Regions from separate parts of the Mus musculus genome. Here all the other regions are linked to region 2. Evidence: chromatin contacts called from public HiChIP or PLAC-seq and capture Hi-C data. All regions are on one chromosome and are shown on one strand. Each heading gives the region's core, a stretch centred on a gene start, on an enhancer-like site or on the middle of the called end of the contact. The rest is flanking DNA. Distances are from core to core; before and after follow the strand shown. Region 1 holds the start of Atp5l (ATP synthase, H+ transporting, mitochondrial F0 complex, subunit G). Region 2 holds the start of A830035O19Rik (RIKEN cDNA A830035O19 gene). Region 3 holds the start of Ift46 (intraflagellar transport 46).

Evidence for each region. HiChIP or PLAC-seq counts read pairs in DNA pulled down with a chosen protein or histone mark. Capture Hi-C pulls out chosen DNA fragments and counts their contacts.
Region 1: a contact with region 2 is called in a capture Hi-C map of embryonic stem cells, with 5 times the contacts expected there. The contact joins the promoter of Atp5l here to the promoter of A830035O19Rik in region 2. A contact is called at or near these places in 4 of 39 promoter capture datasets (erythroid cells, hippocampal neurons, liver and 1 more), 3 of 115 datasets of contacts at active chromatin or transcription factors (differentiating embryonic stem cells, embryonic forebrain and pro-B cells) and 2 of 9 other capture datasets (embryonic stem cells and liver).
Region 3: a contact with region 2 is called in an H3K4me3 HiChIP or PLAC-seq map of pro-B cells, with 4 times the contacts expected there. The contact joins the promoter of Ift46 here to the promoter of A830035O19Rik in region 2. A contact is called at or near these places in 2 of 39 promoter capture datasets (hippocampal neurons and liver), 1 of 484 Hi-C or Micro-C datasets (B cells), 4 of 115 datasets of contacts at active chromatin or transcription factors (astrocytes, extraembryonic endoderm stem cells, microglia and 1 more) and 1 of 9 other capture datasets (liver).

Annotation. Positions count from the first base shown.
Region 1 is chr9:44,919,132-44,923,702 of GRCm38.p6, reverse strand. Atp5l (ATP synthase, H+ transporting, mitochondrial F0 complex, subunit G) reads left to right here and starts at 2,961. Exons shown (of 3, transcript NM_013795.5): 1 at 2,961-3,093. The coding sequence starts at 3,042. It overlaps Gm30934 (a long non-coding RNA gene), which reads right to left and starts at 2,976. Exons shown (of 2, transcript XR_379340.4): 1 at 2,586-2,976; 2 at 1-2,475. Ube4a (ubiquitination factor E4A) reads left to right here. Exons shown (of 21, transcript NM_001346698.1): 21 at 1-576.
Region 2 is chr9:45,951,659-45,955,826 of GRCm38.p6, reverse strand. It overlaps A830035O19Rik (RIKEN cDNA A830035O19 gene), which reads right to left and starts at 1,841. Exons shown (of 1, transcript NR_152206.1): 1 at 1-1,841. Sidt2 (SID1 transmembrane family, member 2) reads left to right here and starts at 578. Exons shown (of 26, transcript NM_172257.4): 1 at 578-1,103; 2 at 2,581-2,702; 3 at 2,914-3,078; 4 at 3,168-3,213; 5 at 3,775-3,876; 6 at 3,984-4,067. The coding sequence starts at 921.
Region 3 is chr9:44,770,916-44,775,255 of GRCm38.p6, reverse strand. Ift46 (intraflagellar transport 46) reads right to left here and starts at 2,247. Exons shown (of 12, transcript NM_023831.3): 1 at 2,083-2,247; 2 at 1,472-1,568.

The DNA.
Region 1 (4,571 bases), core at 1,712-4,211, 1.0 Mb after region 2:
TTGCAAAGGTCAAAGGGTGTCTTGTCTGGAACTCTGCAGCGGCTGTAAATCTGTTAAGACTTCTGACTACCGAGTTTTACATGACGGCTTTGCTGGAGTACTAAAGGAAAGTGAAGACTTCAGTCGGCTCACACCTCACCAAGAGGCTAATACTAAACTTGGAAAATTGTTTAGAGTTCAGGCAGTTGTTTGTTTGTTTGTTTAATATAGCTTTCCGTGGGTGTGTGAAAATTGAGGGACACTTGAGAAGTAGCATAACGAACGGTGCAGGTGAAAGTGCCAGTTGCTGCTCAGTACCACACTCTAAACGCTTCATTACTTTATTTGGTTCTGGTTGCTAAGCAGCCATTGGGCAAAGCCAAAGCCTACTGGGTACTGTGACAAGCCAGACTGATGCTAGAGACAGAAAATGAAGAACAAAACAGCAAAAAAGGTTAAACTGAAATCAAACTCAATAGACAACTGTATTTGAGACATTCCAGGAAAGTTACTTTTTGTCAGACTTGCCTGTGTGTGGGGGTGGGTGGGGGAGGGTGCTCAAAACTTGTATTTAATAAATAAGCACCTGACTTACCACCCTTGTTAGTTCTTCATTGCCGTACGGAAAGCTAGTGGCAGCCTGGTGTGGTGTGTGCCTGGAATTCCCACTACTGGTGACAGAGAATTGAAGGGCAAGGCTACCTAGTGAGTTCAAAGCCAGTCCAGGCATCTCATCAAGACATTTCAAAGGAAAGTCTGGTAGAGCTTGCCTAGCACATACATTGCTAAATCCAATCCCAGTACCACTACCACAGAAAGAAAAGATGAGTGACAGTTTCACAAGTCCTTCTGAAAACCTAGTGGGTTTTGCCAGTTTCTCAAAGGCAGGGTGCCAGCAAATGTGTATCACCTGGCTGACCTAACGCCTCACTAAAGACCTTCAGAGCAGTGCTTCTCTGTGAGTTACCTAAGACCATCAGAAAACACACATTTACAGTTCACAACAGCAGCAACATTACATTATGAAGGAGCAACAAAAAATCGTTTCATGGCTGGGGTCATCATAACATGAGGAACTGTATTAAAGGGTGGCAGCGTTAGGAAGGTTGAGAGCCACTGCTCTAGAGGTACCCTCCGGCTGTCTTCGGGAGAAAGTCTTAAGAGCTTAGACTCTAATTAGTTCCTTTATGGCTTCACTATCCAACCTAAATAACAGACCTTTTAATACTTTGCCACCATGTCCTTATTCTATTCCCATACCTGTGGCATGCAGGATCTCAGCTTAGGTTAATTTAACCATTACCCTCTGCTACCTAAACTACAGGCAACTGTACAGCCCACAGACCAGTCGACTCCACCACTGCCCTTCTCTGCTCTTCTCTGTGTCCTTCAGACACTCTGAAATGTAGCCTTGCTCACCACTCCCTTTTCACACAGGTGGCATGTGTCAGACTCCTCACTTGGAAACTTTTCTCCCTTCACCCCGTTTAAGGAAGAGGTCCCACCATTCCCAAACAAACTCCTCTGCCTTCTTTGCTGTCTCCCTGTCCTGGACTCCTGAGCTCCACCTTCCTCTTGGGTTGTCTGACTTATATTCTCTTGCTTCCATATTTCTTCATTGCTGCAATCTGGTTTCTAAGGGTTTGAAACCTTTTCTAGTTAATGTCACAGATGTTCATACTCATAATTAGCTGGCCTGTCTTACCTCGGTCCAGACTGGCCTGTAACTTCCAATCTTCAGGCTCCTGTATGCTGGTATAATGTGGGTTTCAGGTTATCTTTCCTGCTTTAATTTGACTTCACTGTCTAAGGCAGCATGTCTCTCCCTCACTGATTCCTTGATCCCACTTCTAACTTTTCTAACCACCCCATGAATTTTACTTCAGGTTTTTTTTTGTTTTGTTTTAAAAGATGTATTTATTATTATATGTAAGTACACTGTCGCTGTCTTCAGACACACCAGAAGAGGGCATCAGATCTCATCACAGATGGTTGTGAGCCACCATGTGGTTGTTGGGATTTGAACTCCTAACCTAAGCGCAGTCAGTGCTCATAATGCTGAGCCATCTCTCCAGCCCCTCAGTTTTTCTTCTAAAGATTGGGCTTTTCCAGAACTTGTTCTCCTCATCAAATGTTACTTTCCTACATAGTTTTTGGGTTTCCTGGTTTGTTTTTGTTGTTTTCATTCATAATGTCAAAGTTACAGCCTTTGGAATTTGTATATTTTCTTATACACCAAGAATCTCTACGCCTTCCCAGATCAGCACCACGCTTAACCTTATGTTCCTTTGCGTATTTATCTTGCAACTGACTCCTTCTATGACTATTTAGGAATCTTGGTCTCTAAGGGGATAATGCCCAAAGCATGCTTCCACCAAATTACAAAATGCCTGGCACAGTGCAACACCCTCAACACACATGACTTTCTTCCTCTTGTCCGCACAGCTCCTACTGGCTTGTTTGAAAAACCGGATTGGATCCCAATTCTGATACTGGCTGCGGAGGAAAACGGAATTATAAAAAGTCAATTAAAGAAGTCGGTGAATGGGTGAGTCACATAATGTAACGCCTATGTGGCCCCTTAAAGCTCCTATTTGACCTCAGACCTGCTATGCCTTTAAAGCGAACGTATAGGCCCACAAGCATCTTATGAAGCCCTCCAGCCTCGTTTTCCATGTTTTCTGAAAAGCTATAAAACTGCCGCAAGCTAATGTGGCGATCAAGCCAAGAAAACCAATAACGCATGCGCATTTCCCCCACTTCACCGATCTTCCGGACCAACATGAATAGCTGTCCCAAGTAATGCCTGCTCCCTGAGGAATCTCAGGATTCTTCACGTGTTATCGCGCCTCATTTTTTTTTATATCTAGGTTTTTACTTGGAGTGAACAAAGTAAACTGACTAATGAGATGCCACAAACAGGGAATCAATACCTATATGTTTTGAACAGGCACAGAGAGGGGCAGCCTGACCTTGGAAATGGGGAAGGGGTCCTGCCGCGGGTCCTTCCGGGGGTGACATTCAGCCGGCGGTTCGGGGAGACGTACCTTCCACCTTAGACCATGGCCAAGTTCATCCGTAACTTCGCGGAGAAGGCACCGTCGATGGTAGCCGGTGAGCGCAGCCCGGGAGAGGCTCGCGAGGGGAGGGATTGTGCTGCGGCACCAAGGGGCCGTGGGCGTCGGGAGGGCTTCCAGGAGGCCACTGTAAGGCCGCAGCCTCGCCTGGCCTGCCCGCGGCTGCTTAGAGCTCACAAGCTGCAGGGTCCTAGCTCGGCCGGGGAGCGAGTGGGTCGTGTAACTCTGCCCGGCCTCACTCCGCCGCGAACGCCGTGATGCCCCCTTACCGTGCCGGGAGAGTTGGGAAGGGAGGTCGGTAACAGGGGAGAGAGAGGTCACACATCAGACCTCATAGCTGGTCTGCGTCTCAGCGAAGTATTTGAAAGCCATCAGAAATTTTAAAGACGGGTGAGAGATCTTTGAAAGTTATGTTTGCTTACCATCCTGGTTAGAGCCTAGAGAATTCTGCGTCCGATGAAGGGAATTTGGAACGTAGGGGTGAATATCCCCTCCCCAGTCAGCACAGAAAGCGACGCCTGTCAGCAGTCGTCTTCAGAACCTTGGCTTGGCATTCGTGAGGTTGTTTTGTTTGAAAATTCTGATAGACCGCGGTCTCTCAGATAAACACTGAGTAGTTATAAGCCTGAGCAGTATGTTCAATCGATACAGTTCTCTTCTGAGTAGAAAATTACTGTATTTTTGAAGCAGGAGATTAAGTTTACAATTTCTTCTTTTCTGTATTGTATTAAGTGGTTGAAGGTCCTATTTCCAAATGTTCAAATTTGGTTATGAAATGTGAATTGAAGGTGGATTTTTTTTCAAAGATTTATTTATTTTACTTATGTGAGTACACTAGCTGTTTTCAGACACACCAGAGAAGGCCATTGGATCCCATTACAGATGGTTGTGAGTCACCATGTGGTTGCTGGGAATTGAACTCAGCACCTCTGGAAGAGCAGCCAGTGCTCTTATCCGCTGAGCCATCTCTCCAGCCCTCTGAGGTGGAATTTTAAAAACTTGTAATTTTGAGCTTTCCAACCTGTTTGCATATTTAGTAATTCTTTTTTTTCTCCCCTTCATCACCAGCTAGTGAGCTATTTAAACCCTTAAAGTGCCAGCCAGAGTCTATAAATACTGGATTCCTTCCTATGGAACCTGAGGCTGCCAATAGCTGTTTTCCAAAGAATTTCCTTAGTAAAAAATCATTAGGTGATCTGAAGCAACGTACTACAATTTTTACACCAATACAACCAAAAGGCTTTGACGTTTGGACTTTGATGGTTTGAGGTGCTATTTTTAATATTTCGTAGAGAGTATTTTTCCGGCCGTATGACTTTTGCATCTTTTAGGTAGCTTGTATTCAGAAATTTAAAACTGATTTTATTGATGAAATCCAAAATGAAAGACATTATCAAGGTAAACTTTGGTCAAGAAACAACATAAAACCTTTCCACTGTTGTAACTGTAAGATAACTTGTTCTGCCAGAAGTACTGAGACCTGAGGGCTCTGAGGGAACAGAAGGTTACGTAGAC
Region 2 (4,168 bases), core at 592-3,091:
CAAACAAAGCAGTTTCTGCAGAGTAGGGACAGAGCTCACAGGTTGGAAGGCATCCTGGTTATGGTGCCCTGGTTCTGGTTATCCCCTCTACTGTGAGAGGGGAGCGGCCGCTGAGCTGCTCTCAGTGGGCAGGCGCTTTTATGAGCCAATGAGGGAAAAAGAATGATGCTGGGGTAATGATTTTGGAGCACAATTCCTGTCTTGAGCAAAGAAATCATCTGTCAGCAAGACCCTGCACTTACTGGGCTCTGTGAATCTTGCCAGCAATGCCAACACCCAGCAGTAGAGGTGGGAGGAGGATCAGGCGTTCAAGACTCTCCAAACTTACACGACCAGTTCCAGACCAGCCTGAGTTATGTGAGCCGTCTCAAAAAGCCAAAAAAACGCGGACCACAAAAGCAAGAATCCAATACTTAGTGATCCTTCGTGAAAAACCCAACTCCAGACGCTCACAGGACAGCGAAGGAAGGAGGCGGCGACGGCTGCGTGGGAAGTAGAGGCAGCCTGGCCCTTTAAATCCGCGTCGGTTTCCCATGACGTAAGCGGGCGGGCACAGCCCGCTGTTTACCGCGGCGCAGCTCCTGGTAGCTCCGAGTTCTGCGCCGCGTCCGCCGCCCTTAAAGGGCCCGCGTCCGGGAAGCCTTCGGGCCAGGGCCACCGCCGCCTCGGCTCTCCGGGCGCGAGCGGACGCCGGGTCTCCAGCCGGGCTGGGCCGGGCTGGGCCGGGCTGGGGTAGCGGGTCGCGGTGCCGCCCTCGCGAGCCGGGATCCGCGCGAGGCCCAGGAGCGGCTCCAGGGAGGGGACGCGTCCTATCTGAGGCCGGGGTTAAAGTTCTGGTCCCGGTGAGATGCTGGAAGCTGCTGCGGCAGCCGCAACGCGCCCGGTCGCCGTCCCGTCGCCAATCCCCGCCGTCCCGGGCCATGATCGCCTGGCGTCTGCCCTTGTGCGTGCTCTTGGTGGCCTCCGTCGAGAGCCACCTGGGGGCCCTGGGGCCCAAGAACGTCTCGCAGAAAGACGCGGAGTTTGAGCGCACCTACGCGGACGACGTCAACAGCGAGCTGGTCAACATCTACACCTTCAACCACACCGTGACCCGCAACCGGGTGAGCGCGGGACTCCACGGGCGGCCGAGCGGGTGGGCGCCCGGCCTGGACTTGATGCTGCCCCTTTCCTCTCCGCCAGCCTTTGAGCCGCCCTCCCCCTGCCAAGACCTGGTTTCCACCAGCATTCCCGGGCAGCTCCAGCGGGGCAGCTTGGGAAGTTCCCTGCCACCAGCTGTGATCAGGACCGGTCTGGTCTGCTCTGTGACCTGGCTCTCAATCTAGCTCTCAGTCTGTGAGGTCGGGGTGAGGGGAAAACAGGCTCCCAGCCTTGCGTGGCTCAGACAACTCCAGATGGGGCCAACTTAGAATTGAAAGAGCTCGGTCACAGGGAGGTGAAGGAGACAGACCTCCTTGCCTCAGAAAGCCAGCTGGCCTTGTAAGTTGAAGGTGACAAGATAAGGCCCTCGAAGGCTGAGTGGCAAGAGAAAAGGGAGTTTGTTTCTAAGACAGAACTATCTCCGACTTCTTACTCATTTCTTCCCAGTAGTGAAAGTAGAAAGAAGGCTGGCAGAGCTGGGCCCAGGCAGAGCACAGCCTGGGAGATTCTTGCTGCCTGGCTGTGTGGCCTGCCTAGCTCTCTTGCTCATTCTCCAAGGCCCGATCTGGATTGACTCGGAAGCACTGGAGTTGAGGAGGAGGCACCTGAGGCTTTCTTTGGGAGGGAGAGGAGTTTGGTTTCTGGCAGGCCATGATCAACCATCAGGATCCATTTCCTTGAAGTCTGATCTCCCCTTTTGAGTACCATTTCCAGGATCATCCCGGAAGTGGCACCTACCCCTCAGGGAAACGTTACCCCTAGATTTGGTTTCAGCAACCTAGTAACTAGTTGTCTGCAGTTGTGATTTCTTCACTTTTAAACGCCCACTGTCCTGTGTAGCTTTGTCCGCAGCAGAGAGGGTGGGTTATTTCTTTATTTTCTTAGAGAGGGTGAATCAAGGTTCAGATGGAAAGTCACTTCAGAGCTTGGCCCATGGTCAGAACTAGAGAGACAACTTGTATTTCGACACAGTTCCCTACACCCCTCCCTGCAGGGCTCTGGCCTCCAGAGTAGCAGTGGAACCGGAGCTTCTTGCTGCTTTCCTAGTTCATGAGGAAGAAGATTGAGGGCTTGAGGGCACGTCTTGATCTCCCGTGACAGTGTGTGCACAGGGACGTGTGTAGACACGTGTCTATAACATGTGTGTGCATGTGGGCTATCCTGGAACCTTCTAAGGTCTCCGCTGCATATCCCTGCTGTTGCCTGGGTTCTGCTGCTCTGTATACCCGTTCTTCCAAGAGCGAGCTTCTTCAAGCCTCGGACCGGACAGTGTCAGTCATTTCTAGAAACTTGGCCTGTTCCCTCACAAGGAGAAGCACAGACAGTGTCCTGGCTGGCCAGGATGGACGGCACAGGGCAGAGCTCAGCCTGCAGTCTGTAGAGTCATGTGTCTGAGGAACAGAGAGCTGAGTTTGAAAGAGGATGCCTCCTTCTCTGCAGACCGAGGGTGTGCGAGTGTCTGTGAATGTCCTGAACAAGCAGAAAGGGGCGCCTTTGCTGTTTGTGGTCCGCCAGAAGGAGGCTGTTGTGTCCTTCCAGGTGCCCCTAATCCTTCGAGGACTGTGAGTAAGACCTGGGGATGTAGGGAGGGGCATCCTTGCCAGGTTTTCAGGGACCCTCACCCGGGGAACCTTTTTGTTTTTCTCCCTTCTCCCTGAGCCCAGTGGCAGGAGGGTAACTTTGTCAGCCCAGGGAATGGGAAATATGGGGACCTGATAGGAAGAACTCAGGCTGGCTGGGACTAGTCACACTCTTCTCTGTCTTGGACCATAGATATCAGCGGAAGTACCTCTACCAAAAAGTGGAACGAACTCTGTGTCAGCCCCCCACCAAGAATGAGTCTGAGATCCAGTTTTTCTATGTGGACGTGTCTACCCTGTCACCCGTCAATACCACTTACCAGCTCCGAGTCAACCGTGTGGACAATTTTGTGCTCAGGTATTGAGGGTAAGAGAGAGGGGACCTCACAGCCTCTGCCTTCTTCCCAAGTGCTGAGCGTAATTGTAGGGTTCCTCTCTTCCCTGTAGGACTGGAGAGCTGTTTACTTTTAATACCACTGCAGCCCAGCCCCAGGTAAAATCCCTTATCAAAATGGGGTCCCTCAGCCTGACGTGGTCACACATGCCTTTGATCCTAGCATTTGGGAGTCAGGTGGGTTTCTTGAGTTCAAAGCCAGCTTAGTCTACATAGTGAGTTCTAAGTCACCAAGGTTACACAGAGAAACCTTGTCTCAAGATAGCAACAACAACAAAAAAGAAAATTGGGGGAGATTTGGATATGAGAGCAGGAGTAGGTACAGAATTGCTAGGACTAGCAATTAATTTTGTCTCTAGGGTGGGACTCTCGGAGCTCCTGTGTGGATAGACAGGCAGGGACAGTGCAGTGACAGGGTCTGCTCACTGACTTTCCTACTCTGCCTCTCAGGCACAATCCTATGTGCCCAGCTGACACACAGGATATCAGTGCTCAGGGACATGCAGGACTGGGATGTTCACGGTCAAGGCTCTTCTCCCCTCGTAGCTTCATTGTCTGAGCCAAGAAGATTCTGAAACCTCCCTTGGAGGAGACAGATCCCTTCGGAGGGGCAGAGAGAGCACCCTCCTGAGATGACACTCTCCCTTCCTATGTTCTCAGTACTTCAAATACGAGTTTCCTGATGGTGTGGACTCGGTAATTGTCAAGGTGACCTCCAAGAAGGCCTTCCCCTGCTCAGTCATCTCCATCCAAGATGTCCTGGTAAGCTGTCTGTCATTTTATCCTCCATCAGAAAGTAGTTGGGACATTAGCAGAGGGGACAGGGCCCAGTTCCCCATCCATCTGCCTCTTCCTTCCTTCCTCCACAGTGCCCTGTCTATGATCTGGACAACAATGTAGCCTTCATTGGCATGTACCAGACGATGACTAAGAAGGCAGCCATCACTGTGCAGGTAGGAAATGCATGTGCCCTTCTGAGGGATGGACGGGGCTGGCTGTTGAAGTAGATGCCTCTCCACACCCTGTCCTTGTCCCCATTCCTGCCTTAAGATTC
Region 3 (4,340 bases), core at 998-3,497, 1.2 Mb after region 2:
CCATGTCTCTATCCGTGCCACAGTCCAAGCCATTACCATGGCAACCCAGCCACTGCCACAGTACTTTCACTCACCACCCCAATCTCACCTGAGAACCCTCCAATAAATTCTCCATGTGACAGCAACAGCCTCTGGACTTCTGCTTGATAAGCCTCTCGCCTCCCTTCTGATCAGACCATAACACACTGCCCTCTCACCAGGCACTGGTCTTTCCTCTTGAGTCTTCCCTGGCCACAAATCGATCCCCACCCACCACCATTATGCTTCATAGCAGTAAACCATTTGCCTCCATCCTGCACACATGACATTCTTCATGAAGACTGTCTAGTCACCGGCCATCTTTCTTCTAAGATTCCAAGTGTCAGGTTGGCAGGGATGTGTCTTTTGTTTGCTGTTGTGCTAACATGGCACATAGCAAGCATTCAAACATGTTAGGTGAGCTGAGAATACTGGTGCACACCTTCACTCTCAGCAATGGGGAGGCAGAGGCAGGCACATCTCTGAGTTGGAGACCAGCCTTGTCTAGAATGAATTACAGGGCAGCCAGGACTATACAGAGAAACCCTGTCTCAAAAAAAGAAAAACAAAACAAAACCAAAAAAGGTTAGGTGAGGGCTGGGCGTGGTGGCGCACGCCATTAACCCCAGCACTTGGGAGGCAGAGGCAGGCGGATTTCTGAGTTCGAGACCAGCCTGGTCTACAAAGTGAGTTCCAGGACAGCCAGGGCTATGCAGAGGAACCCTGTCTCAAAAAAACAAAAAAAACAAAAAAAAAAAAAGAAAGAAAGAAAGAAAAAAAGGTTAGGTGAATAAATGAATGGCATCAAGTCTTCTGATAAAACTCTGTTTCGATTAAAGCTGGGATGGCAAGTTAAGGGCAAGTGATGAAGCATCTTAATGAATTGTTAGAAACAAAAGCACAGTGAGCCAGGCTGGAGAGATGGCTCAACGATTGAGAGCACTGGCTGATCTTCCAGAGGACCCAGGGTTCAGTTCCCAGCACCCACACTAGAGCAGCTCATTACCATGTGTAACTCCAGTTCAAGGAGATCTGACAACATCCTCTTCTGGTCTCTGAGGGCACCAGGCAGGCAGGTGGTTCACAGAAAAACATGCAAGCAAATAACATACATACACATAAACATTTCTAAAATAGTAATTTAAAAATTAAATTAAATTAAATTTAAATTAAATTAAATTAAAAAATTAAAAAAACCCAAAACACAGCGAACCTGTGCCAGAATCTACTAGCAGTAACAGCGAGTTAAAAATGACAGGGGATAAGTTTGCACTCAAAGATCCCAAAATCTGATGGACTGGTTTCTCCCTCAACTAGTGAGAAAGCAAAATCAGCGCCAAGTTAAAGCAGGAGGTCAACACTTGCTAAGAGCTTGCTGAATACAACCTGAATCCTATCTGCGCCACTTGTTTGAAAATCACCTCCCTTTTTTTTGTCTCTCATCTTCTCTTACCTTGCTGTCCTGGGGTTGGAGTGCTAATACTGGCAACCTCTTCCGAGTCGTTAATCTCTAGACGCTCATCGTATGTCTGGTTCTCAACAATTTTGGTCTAAGCAAAAGGAAATACGATTACATAGCTCCTATCATGGGATATACATCCAGCCTCGGTGCAGAGATGCATTCACCCCGATCCAAGCTTTCCCCCAAAGGAAAGTTTCCTGACCCAAGAGCATTATTTAGCTAGCATTGGCTGGGTGCCAAGAGAAGTGCAGTGGAAAACGGTATCCAACCCTTCCCAGCAGCAACCCAAAAGCTCTACATAAGATGCAGGCAGGGAAGCACAGCATGCACAGCCAGACTGCGGCCGGCCGTCCGTCTCAGGTTTGGTCAGTTTTCGCACAGCTGTTGAGGCTTCTGCCAGAGGTGGAGGGTATGGGGATGGGACAGGATGGTCCTGAGAGAAGGCAAATTCCAGCCTCGGCCCCATCCACTAATCCTCAGAGCATCACCTCTACTTCCGCCCGTTTTGAAGATAGGATCCCACCGGGTTCTCGGAGAGTCAAGGATCCAGGGCAGTTGGTGGGGCGCAGAGAGCAAAGAACGCTGGCGGGAGCACCAATTACCTGTAGCCCCTCTGGATCCGTTTCTTCTATTTGGAAAGAACCCCAGCCGAGGACTGGGGTCTCACTCTCAGGCCCAGCCACTTCAAGGATCCCTAAGTGCAACAAGCCGCCTGTTGTCAGTCGTTAGGGAAAAAGATAAATAAATCAAAACAAAGCGAGAGTCTGAAGGAACGATCGCGAGACGTGCCCCGCCACTGCGCCGCCACCCCGCCCCTCTGCTGCGGCCGGTGGTGGCGGAAGCAGAGACGCGGCGCTGGGATAGAGCGGCCCCGGGCACTAGGCGGTCTAGCAGCCCGCTTATCTATGGTTTCCGCAACTGAGTCGGTTGTGACATCTAGTGGCCAAAGGTGGAAGGCCAGGCTAGTGGATTTCTTTTCTCCAACTAGAAACTGTCATCTCAAAGACAAGGCTCATTTGGCCTACAGTCTCTCCTAGATAGGCCTAATCCACAGTTTAGACACTCTTCAAGGAAAAGTCCAAGCATGTTTAAAAGCCCTTTTATAGCATCTCTGTGGCGCGATAGCCCTTTTCCTCGCGATACCCTATGTCACAGGAGCATACTTTCTCTTCCTTCATCTGAGATTAGGATTTATCTGTGTCCTGTGTTTTTACTTGCTAAAGAAAACTATGAGTCAGGCAAGCTGGTGCATAACTGCTATCCTAGCGCTTTGGAGGTGGAGGTAGAAGGATTAGAAGTTCAAGATCAGACTCAGTAAGTAACTTGGTAAATTTGAGGCCAGCCTGGGCTATTGAGGTCCAGTTTCAAAATTGATAAAAAATAATAATAATAAAATAAAATAAAAAATAACACAGCTGGGCGTGGTGGTGAAAGAGTAGTAAACTCAGTGCTCCAAGGTATGCTAATCATAAAACAGATAGTGACATTCCTCCACCCACCCACTTCCTGAGTTCAAGGAGTATTCATTCAAAGAAAGTCACCCTGACCATTACCGGAAGCTGCAATGCAAATGTGCTATTGTTAGGGGCTCTTAGAAACTGTCTTGAGAGTTAACAATTACCAGGTATTCCTTGTGACACCTGTGACTTTGTACTTCCTTGTGACTCTTACCTGGTATTTTTGGTATTTTCCAACAACGCCCTTCCCACCTCCTTGAGTTGTGGTTTTTCTCCTTTAAATACCCCCTTACTCAGCTACTCGGGGCGCCACAGTCCTCTACCCCTGCGTGGTGTATGACCGTGGGCCCGAGAGCACTCTTGAATAAAAATCCTCTTGCAATTTGCAACAAGACCGTTTTCTCGTTGGTGATTTTGGGGTGTCGCCTCTCCTGAGTCAGAACGTGGGGGAGTCCTCATGTTGTGGGTCTTTCAGTGGCACATGCCTTTAATCCCAGCACTGAGGAGGGAAAGGCAGACGGATCTCTGAATTCTAGGCCAGTCTCATCTACAAAGCGAGTTCCAGGAAAGTCATGGTTATACACAAAGAAACCCTATCTGGAGGCCACACCACCCCCCAAAATAATAAAAGAAAAAAAGAAAAAAAAAAGAAAAGCACACTGTCTATTCTTGCAGAGGTCCTGAGTTCAATTCCCAGCACCCACATCGTCGCTCACAACCCTCTATGAGAGGGATTTGATGCCCTCTTCTGGCCTGCAGATGTACATGCAGCAGGGCACTAACCTATAGTGTTCAGACCTACAATCCCAACTCAGAAAAAGAAAAATGAGAGACTCATACGTGCTTCTTTAAAAAAGAAAATCGATACCTAAAAATTGTACAGAGTTATGGGGCATTTTGTGTTGTTTCTATACATGTGTACATTACAAAATATTCAAGTCCTAGCATTTCTAGATTCTCAACCTTTTAAAACAAACAACTTGGGGCTGGTGAGATGGCTCAGTGGGTAAGAGTACCTGACTGCTCTTCCAAAGGTCCAGTGTTCAAGTCCCAGCAACCACATGGTGGCTCACAACCATCCGTAACAAGATCTGACGCCCTCTTCTGGTGTGTCTGAAGACAGCTACAGTGTACTTACATATAATAAATAAATAAATCTTTAAAAAAAAAAAACCAAACAACTTGATGTATGATCTTATAGATGGTTGTGAGCCAGCATGTGGATGCTGGGAATTGAACTCAGGACTTCTGGAAGAATAGACAGTATTTTTAACGGCTGAGCCATCTCTCCAGCCCTTCAACTTTTCCTTTTCTTACTTGACACAAGGGCTCATGATGCTTGTGGCCTGCATCTCACTATATGGACTTGGCCTCAAACTCATAGTATCCTGCTTTTGCCTCTC